Regions from separate parts of the Gossypium hirsutum genome. Here all the other regions are linked to region 3. Evidence: chromatin contacts called from public Hi-C data. All regions are on one chromosome and are shown on one strand. The core of a region is the stretch at or near the end of the contact, and the rest is flanking DNA. Distances in the headings are between cores, read along the strand shown.

Region 1 (2,997 bases), core at 299-2,798, 440 kb after region 3:
ACACGTCATTCGTAAATTTCTTTCAATTATTGAAGCCTAGTTTTTCTTTTTCTTTTTTCTTTTTCCTTTGTAAATCTCCAAAGTAAATAATTCCTTGTTTGACTTCAAATATCTCCAAATTGAACTCTCTTTTCTCGAGAATCTGATGGAAAACCTAATTCTTCAAATGATTGGTTAAAGCTTAAAGTAAAGGCAAAAGGTCAAGCGTAATCTTTTACCAATAAGATAATAAAATGTAATCCGACATAACACTTATAAAAAAATATTATAAGTTATGATTATATCTTTTTTTTAAATAATATTTAAAGTTATTTATAGCTCCTTTCTGACTCATAAATAAAAGGATAATATGCTTTAATACAATTGAATTCACGTATTCTCATAAAAATAACAATACTCATACCAATTGAGCTAAGACTCAATTAGCCCGACTTTCAAATTTGTTATGTTAAATTTATAATTTATAGTTTTGTATGTTAAATTTAGTAACACTTCTAATTTAATCCTCATTAATGTTAACAAATTGTTTTTCCAAATTTTTTTATTATAAAATACTATGTTCCATAATATTGCAATAACAAAAACGCCATTGGAATTTGTTTTTCATTTTTAAAAATGTTTTGTAATTGAAATAAATAAAATATAATTATGAAACTCTTTTTGCTTTTATTTTACTCAAACTTCCTAGGATCCCATTTATTTGGTCCTCATCCCATGAACAGGATTGTTGAATAGAAAATGGATAGAAGCATTGATCAGCAGCAGCTAGCCATTCAAATACAAATAATAAAGGCGGTGGGATCCCTTTGTTTTTGGAAAAACATCTCCCTTATAATTTACAATTCACCTCCCCATTTTCTCACCACTAGTTTCTTTTACCCTTTCTCAACAAAGAACAAATACAGCTTTCTATTTTTATTTAACTGTAACAGTTAAAAGAGAGTGATAGATTTACGAAGTAAAAGATCATGCTTTACCTCAAGAGGAGAAGACCCAACTTTGGTTTCTAAAACTACAGTATAGTTTGAAACAAGTTGATGATCCTGTGCATTCGTAAAAGACAAAAAGAGGGCCCTTCTTTCGTTTCTATTTCGCCTGTTAATTTATTATTTGCTATAATTTAATTTTAATATTTTTTTTGGTATTTAAATTTTTTTTGTCCCAATTAAATATTTGAGTTTAATTTTAATATTTAAGTTGGTACTTAAATCAAACAGAATTATGTAGTTCAATGAATATTTAATATGTATGTTCTAGTGAAAAATTATAGGTAGTTAATTGAGATAAAAAAACAATTACATTTACGTACTTAATTAGAACAAAAAAATTAAGTTTCAAATTAGAAAAAAATTCTAATACTAAAATAAACATTAAAATCAAACTTAAATATCAAATTAAAAAAATTAAGTATTAAATTAAATATTAAAACTAAACTGAATTAACATTTTTCATTAAGGTTTCACTTTCTTTTGTTCAATTAGGGAGACCCACTGGCGGCTCCGGTCGGCCAAGTGGCCTGTGTTAGTATTTAGGACCCACTTCAGCTGCCAGGCTAATTAAATTAGACCATTGAATTTGGTCACCTAGTACTACATATATGGGGTTTCCCTATCAATATGTTTTTTTTTTCAGGTTAAACCTTTAAATTAATATAAAGTTCTTTTAGCATCTTTTTATAAAAATTAAATTTGAGATTTTAATTAACCTTTCGTTTGTTTCATTTTTAATGGATTCTAGAAAATTATTTATTTTTTTATAAAAATTAATATTTTCTGGCATTTAAATGAATTTGTGTAAAATATTTTTTATTGTTTAGCAGATTTATTAAAAATATTTCATAAAAGCTACTTTTAATGAAACAAACATAAATTTGAGATTTTATTTTTTTTCATTGTTTAATTGAGTTTATTTCACAAAATTTATTTATATTTTAATTAATCATGTTTTAGTTTTAATTAATCTTATTTTACTTAATTAAGCTTAATTATTAATTTCGTACATTAGGGAATATAAATTTATATCTGTTTAATTAAGTTGAAAGTGGTAAATATTTATTTTGAATATTATTTGGATGAGTAAGTTGAAATATGATTGAAATATGATTTAATTTGATAAAAATTGAAGTAAGGACCAAATTGTAAAATTTGTAAATTTTTGAATTCTAATTGTTTGAATAGTTAAACTTAAAATATTGATGTAGTAACTAAATTATATGATTATGAAATATGAAAATTTAGAAAGTTGAGCATAAAATAGTAAAGTTTGAAACTATAGGGGTTAAATTGTAAAGATTTCAAAACTTGAGTTTTAGGACTAATTTACATTATTTAAGAAGTTACAATTTTGATAAATAGAATATGAAAGTTTAACTGATAAAAAATCAATGACTAATTTTTTGAAATTTTGACACTTTTAGTTGTAAGGACTAAATTATAAATTTTGAAAATTTTAGAAAACGGATTGTTTTGCAAAAATGTAAAAAATGAGGTTTAGGACTGAATTGTAGGATAAGAAAATATTTTTTCTTTGTGAGGAATTAAATTGTAGAATCGTAAAAGTTTAGATTTTAGAGATTAAATTGTAAAAAATATATAAAATTAGAATATAAGAGATTGTTTTCATGAATAGTGAAGAGAGCTTTCCATTTGTTGCTTTAAAAGCTTTCCCTTTTTGTTTCTTAAACAGTAATTAGAGCCTTATCAATTTAAAAAAAGTCTTATAGAAAAAATTTTGGTAAAACATTGATTTTACCCTTTTTGAAGAATGATTTCTTTTGGTAATTTATTTTCCACCAAACAAACACCATAAAACAATGAAAATATTTTACCGAAAACATTTTACATGCAAACAAACGAACCCTAAAGTATATTCAACTTCTTACCATCTGACCTAATCAATGTTAATCTTCTAAACACATATTAGTATTTAATTAGTAAATCTTCTAAACACATACTAGTTATAGGGAAAACTCTTGTGATTAGTAAATTAAAAATAAAA
Region 2 (3,356 bases), core at 356-2,855, 470 kb after region 3:
TGGATACGATCCTTTATACCTTTAAAAATACGATTGATTTTTGACTTTTGAAAACTCGTACACTAAAATTATAAAGGTTATCCAAATATTTAGTTCACCAAAAAAATCATACCCAGCACGATTGAGCACGATTTCCCGAATTCCCAAATATTGGATATTGCCTTATTTCAGAATTTTTTAATAATAAAGAAAATTGGAAATTCGCTCAAAACACGTTTAGTTGTTTTAAAATAGATGGAATACTTAATGCATTGTATCGAAACATTTGCCTAGGAAAGGATTAATGAACATGAACTAATATGATACAACAAGTCACAATTAATAAATCCAACAATTATGTACAACTATTCTAAGTAAAATGTAACCAAATTCTTAATCATGGATGGTGAACAATCAATACAAAAATAACATACAACAATAACTAACATGACAACATATAAAACGATCCACAAAATATGTACAAAATAAAATGGAATTAGAAGTCAATATAGTATAGGACATTTTCAAAATAATGATGAATTAATGGACACATAATATAAGTTGACAAATTTGTATAAAAACTAGGGATATATTATCATTTGAAATAAATATTGTAAAATAAAGCCTTTGAATTGAATAATATGCATAATATTTTAAGCACAAATCCATTTGAAAAATTGACAACATGCATGATAGCTTAAATAACATATAAAATATAAAATAAAAATAAAACACATGATAAAATATAATGTACATAATAAATTCATAGAACATGAATATAAATAAATTTAGAAATAATTATTTGTAAAAAAAATAGCATCAAATTAATAATGTATGAAAAAAAATTAAGCAAATATATAAATTATACATGTAACAAATTTTAGAAAATGTAATCATATACACAAAAAGATAAAAAATTATATTTACAAAAATACATAAATTTAGTGGTGTATATTTATAAAACTATATTATAAAGGGAATTTTAAAACAAATAATATATAACATAATTTTACATGTAACAAATTGGTTTGAATTGATGGCACATATAAATAATACATATATAAGGATAATAAAATATGAGAGTGTATACAATAAATAAATGGTATGACTTAAAATTATAGTTCTTAAAAGAAACGCATTATACGCATGCATAATTTTAAAGAGAAAAAAAATATACATACAAGAAATATTAATATGAAATCAATAATGTAGACTATAGTAAAATAATTTAATATGGGTTACGTATAATAGTAATTAAGGAAAAAAAACACAAAATATGTAGGATTTTCCTTTAAACAACATAGATATATAATAAGATATAGGAATAAATTTAAAATAAATTATGTGTATAAAATAATATAAGATTAATAATATACATGGAATAATTATATATATAATAATGCATAAAAACATTCATATAAAATATTATACACAGTGTAAAAATGATATGATAAAATAAATTTATAGTACTGACTTTAAAACAAAACACAATCATCAAAGGAGCTCCAAATATAAAAAAAAAAGAACCTAAAAGGAAAATTGAATGTGAAACGAATTTAAAAAAATAATAAAAAAACCAATTGAAATAAAATTATAAAATAAAGGGATAATTTATAAATAAAACAAACTACTACTATAAAAATAAGGACCCCCATGCAATGCGTGCAAACGTATATGGGTTAAAGCTGGAAATATTCCAGATCTCCAAAAACATTCAGCTGAAGCATGGATCCAATTGCAAATGCACTCAAATTACCAAGCCAAATTAAAAAAGAAATAAGCAAATAGCTTGCAATTGAATAGTAGCGCGAAAAAAGAAGGATCAATTGCGAATTATCCCTCTCCACGAAAATACGCGGATCCCAGGGGTAACGGAATCGGATCGGGTCGGGCAAGCTTAAACGGCGTCATTTCAAGGCTACAAATCCATGCTTAAACGTCGTCGTCTCACGGTGCCAATTAAAAGCAAAAAAGAAAAAAAAACAGCTTCTAAGAGCTTATTTCAGCAGAGCAGATTGAAAAGGGGGGAAAAAACCCTAAGTGTTTGCTCATATTCGGCTGCCGCTTTTAACATTACAATTGATGGATGGCGCCGTTTGATTCCCCTTTTAACACCAACGCCGATCTTCCCTTAAAAACAACAACCGACAAATGTGGCCTTTTGATGATAATTTTCGGCCTTAAGACCTCTTTTTCCACTTCAAGTCTGACGAAGCAAAGAGAGATCAATGGCCGATCCATAAGGTGAGATTTCTTCTCTCTTTCTTTCTATTATTTTTTTAATACAATAATGAAAGATAAAAATGAAGTCATTTAGCCGAAATTTAAAAGCAACTATTAAACAGAAAATCACCTCTAAAAAAATGCTTGTGAAATGCTCTATTTTTTTATATCTGGTGTGCGTAGTATATTCGTAATCCCTTTTGCAGGTACAATCATTGGTTTTATAGCCAAATTTACAGAGTAAAATAAATAATAAATAAAAATACATTTTTATTGCTGTCATTTGTTGTATTTTGTTAGCTGGCCTCTTCTCGTGTATTCTAACGCAGGGATGGCCGTACGGAGGAGAAAGGAGACGCGCAAAGGAGGCCATGCGAGGAGCCTCTCATGGGAGCCCAACTCTCTGGCATTCCAGAAGCTTCTGGTGCTCTCGACTGCTGTGTTTCGTTTTGGGTGTATTAGGCCTCGGGTTTGGGCTGTTCGAACTAAGGATTGGGTTAAGTCTATATTAAAGGATTTTGGGTTTAAGTTATTTTTGGCCCTAATATTTGTAACCGGACATTGGATTTCTGAATTTGGATTCTTTATTTGTGTGTGTTCAATTTACTTGGACTTATTTGTTTGGCTTATTTTAATACTTTAAAAGGGCCCGGGCAAAATTGGTTGACTACAAAGATGATAGTTTTTTTTTAATTTGTTTATTTAGTAATTTTATAGAGCTTGAGAGAAGGAAATATGATGGCTATTTCTGGAAATGGCTTTGACTATTATTTTAGCTTTTATTTTTATAGAGTTTTCCTATAGCTTTATTTAAGGTAGTGTTCATAATGTATTTAGATAGTATTTAAAAAGTCACTTAATAATTGGATCTGTTTGTAATTACTTGTAATTACATAATAGTGGTATGTTTTGTTAACCATTGTGACCGGTGTATCTCACTAAATTAGGCGTATCTAATTATACTTTTCAATTCTTAAGTGACAGGGTAAGAATTGGAGTAATTATGAATGTAATTACAACCAAATCTAATTTTAAAAATTCTTATATTATAAATCCTAAAAATTTATATTATAAAAATAATGTGTATTTTATAAAATTCTAGCAATAAATTATATCATTTAAATCCTAAAAAGTTTCTAAAATTATAGCAAAAA
Region 3 (3,431 bases), core at 560-3,059:
GCACGGATAGATGCTAAAATGACTCCGTTTTGGCGCCTGAAACTAGGGCCCAAAACGACGTTGTATGGTCCCTTTATAAATAAAAAAAATTCAACAAAAAAATAATTCTTTCAGCTTTAAAAAAAAAACTCTCTATTCTCCTTTCTCTCTCTGGGCTAAACCTAGAAATTAGCCAAGAAGGCCACTGGTGGTCAGTCGCTGCACCATCATGGCCCTGCCGTGGACGGTGGCCAAAGGTGCACCAAAATTGGCCCTTTAGACCTCTTTTCCCCTTTTCAAACCCGATTTGGGTGTTTTTTAACCAAAAAACAATGAAAATGGAAAGAGAAAAATAAAAACAAGGGTTTTCGGCCTCACTGTTTCCCCTTTCGGACCCTCATCGGAAACCCAACGGGTTACGAGGTTTTAAGAGTCGGCGATAGCCTCTGACAGCGACGAGAAAGCAAAACGACGGTAAGTTTATTATTTATTTATTTTATTTCGAATAATAAAATAAAAAGGGCACATTTTCGATTCTTGAATCTGTTTCAAAATTCTTTTGTTGTTGTATTTGATTTCTCTGTATTAGAATCCCCCAAAAATAAAAAATTTCATGTGGCTTTATAGCCGATTAATACAACTGTTAGTTCTTTTTTGTTTGTTTCTATTGATGTCTGCCTTTGCGTGTTGCTGTTTCTGTTTTTCTTTTGGTTTGTTTGCAGGTTAGGGGGAAGGTCAATGAGCAAGGGCTTCCATTTCGTGCAAGGAGTGGGCAGAGCCAACCCTAGAGCGTCGAGCGAGCTATAGAAGTACGTGTTGGGCCTATAAGGCCATTAAGGTTTAGGTTAATTTTAGGCCTTTTGGGTTGAATGTAACATGGGTTATTTAGACTTTTTTGTGTAAATAGACTGTTAAACTTATTTCTATGGTTTTTTGGTTTATGATGGGCCGGGCAAAAATGGGCTTCTACAATTCACATACTCTAACATTCACCCAGCTTCTCAATAGGTAAGACCCGAAGTAAATTATGAAATCCAATAAACAAAGAGATAGACAATGGTTTTGTAAAAATGTCAGCAACTTGGTCACAAGCTAGAACCTCACCAAAATGAGTGAACTGTTAGCTACATTTTCACGGACAAAGAATAGGTCAAGTTCAACATGTTTAAACTTGGAATGTAAGATCGGATTTGCAGCAACCTCTACTACACTAGAATTGTCACACCAAATAATAGGGGAGTCAGCAGAGTGAATTTGTAACTATGTTGACAGAGAGACTAACCATGTAATATCACTGATGGTGGCATCAAGACTTCAATATTTGGTTTTTGTTGTTGATTAAGAAACAACTTGTTGCTTTTTCGAACACCGCGAGATGGGCGTATTGCCAAAATACACAATATCCTGTTGTAGACCAGCGATCATCAAAATTCAACCTCCAGTTTACATCAGCATAACTGACGAGAGATAGTCTGTCGAATGGAGGATAAACCAGGCCATGATCAATAGTCCCACGTAAATACCGTAAAATCCTTTTTAAAGCAATCAAATAAACTGAAGTAGGCGCATGTATACACTTGCATACACGATTCACAGCATAAGCAACACCAGGCTGAGTTAATAGCACATATTGAAACGCACCAGCAAGATTTCAATACTCTGTAGGATCAACAAGACGGTCACCCTCATCTTTAGACAACATAGACGAACTGATCATTGGTGTATGAACACTCTTACAATATATTTGGTTGGCTGTAATGCTAAGCCATTACAGCTGAATTCAGTGGTCTCATCCCTGCTCCATTGTTTGGTTGGTTGTAATGGGCTATTACAACCCTATTCCATACAGCCTTATTCAAGGCAAAACTGCCATTTACAATTCAGCACCCCCCTACGGAATACCAATTCAGTGTGAAAATTTTTCAACTTTACCCTTCTAATTTCTTTCTCACAACTGAGCATTTTCTTCTCTTTTTTTTTTCACGTCTGATTCCCATTTCCTTCAACCTTCTCCCTCTTTTTCACGTCTGAAGCATCCTTACCAACCCTATCTAAGCCTGAACCCAGATTCAATTTCAAATTAAAAGCCATCAAAATTTTACCTACCGGCGAATTTCATCGATTCTCACTCCTCTTAGGCTCCACAAATTCATCCTCAAGCTCCGGTTGAAATCAAGGTCAACGGTTTCAATTTCTCTCAACAAAAATGAAGCTTGAAATCCAGATTCCTCAGTTTTCTCGAGAAAATCTGACTTCGGTGTGAGAGGAAATGGCTAACGATCCAACACCCAGATGTTAAATCGGTGCTGAATCGAGTGAAGCAGTTCGCTGACAAGGTATTAAGTTTTTGCTTTGTCTTAATGAAAACTACTCTTAATGGTTTTGCAACTGATTAAAGTCTTATCCTATGAAGCTCACAATCAGCTATAACTCTTTCTAAGGCAAGCTTTTGACCTTCTTCTATCGAAATTAAAACCCCCCCTTTCGTTAACTATCTCAGATCCCCAAGAATACACTCTATTTAACCAAGCTATTCTCTATGGTGTTTTAATCGAACCCTATTTCGCCAAAATTCATATTAACCACTTATATGCTATTTTCATTGATAGGTATAAGCTGTTTTTAAGTTTACTTGTTGGAATTGTTAATGAATTGTATGGAAAGCTTGTTGATTCGGTAAAGGAACAATTAATTTGGGTTACTAAAGAAATGATTGATGTTTCTGCTACAGGAATTGATAGTTTGTTAGTGTATTTAATGAGGCAAATTGTTGGTGGTGATTTTAGTGATAGGAATCTTTGGTTATGTTTTGAGTTAGTGAGTCTTTATTTAAGTAAATGGGTTTGTTTGTTACAAGAAAAGCCCGTAGTTTTGACAAGTGCACTATATACATTTCTTCGTTTATTAGCTGATTATTGTAGTTTTGACCAGTGACTATATACAGTTCTCTTTGCCTCCAGAATTTCCTTCTGCAGTCCATCTTTATCTTCAGCCATTGATCTGCAACGATTTATTATCTCCTCATTTTCCTTGATTAGGTTTGCCATTCAGCCTTCTTCTGTGTCAGTTCTTACGTAGTTTCCTCAAGTATCTTCTCCATTTCTAAAACTTTCAATCTCAAGTTATCATCTTTGTTATCATCTTCATAGTGTGACATAGCAAGCATAGAATTCATGGGTATGTTCATTGCCAATGGGGTTGTTCGTACCCCTCCAATGGGGTATCAATTCTTTCACTTTTTATTTTATAAAAAAATAAAAAGGTGATTAATTTTATCATTTTTTGCAGGTGAAATAGCTGGAATCACTTTCATTGTGATATAGATGAGAAGACTATAAAAAGTACTGGTAAGCTTCTTAACTTACTCTAATTATTTATATCTAGTCATTTTCATTTTAATTAAATAAAACCCAGAATTTGCATTTAAGTATTTGCTAAGATTTTCAACTTCA

What was found. Hi-C and Micro-C count contacts between places; a contact is called where the count stands out from the background.
Region 1: a contact with region 3 is called in a Hi-C map of leaf, with 2.2 times the contacts expected there. The contact joins two enhancer-like sites. A contact is called at or near these places in 2 of 34 Hi-C or Micro-C datasets (callus and leaf).
Region 2: a Hi-C map of leaf shows a contact between it and region 3, with 4 times the contacts expected there. The contact joins the promoter of LOC107912783 here to the enhancer-like site in region 3. A contact is called at or near these places in 10 of 34 Hi-C or Micro-C datasets (callus and leaf).

Annotation. Positions count from the first base shown.
Region 1 is chrA09:64,714,577-64,717,573 of Gossypium_hirsutum_v2.1, reverse strand. No RefSeq gene overlaps it. Among protein-coding and RNA genes, the nearest start is that of LOC107912784, 3.2 kb to the right of the region's middle. Within about 2 kb of position 1,548, at least 1 of the 9 cell types and tissues checked has an H3K27ac peak or open chromatin away from gene starts, as enhancers often do. A contact at or near this core is called in leaf, where this site is marked.
Region 2 is chrA09:64,676,480-64,679,835 of Gossypium_hirsutum_v2.1, reverse strand. LOC107912783 reads left to right here and starts at 1,605. Exons shown (of 2, transcript XM_016841108.2): 1 at 1,605-2,223; 2 at 2,503-2,953. The coding sequence starts at 2,066. The coding sequence ends at 2,845.
Region 3 is chrA09:65,151,094-65,154,524 of Gossypium_hirsutum_v2.1, reverse strand. LOC107912789 (a long non-coding RNA gene) reads left to right here. Exons shown (of 6, transcript XR_001688289.2): 2 at 1-453; 3 at 702-2,315; 4 at 3,268-3,326. Among protein-coding and RNA genes, the nearest start is that of LOC107912789, 3.1 kb to the left of the region's middle. Within about 2 kb of position 1,809, at least 7 of the 9 cell types and tissues checked have an H3K27ac peak or open chromatin away from gene starts, as enhancers often do. A contact at or near this core is called in leaf, where this site is marked.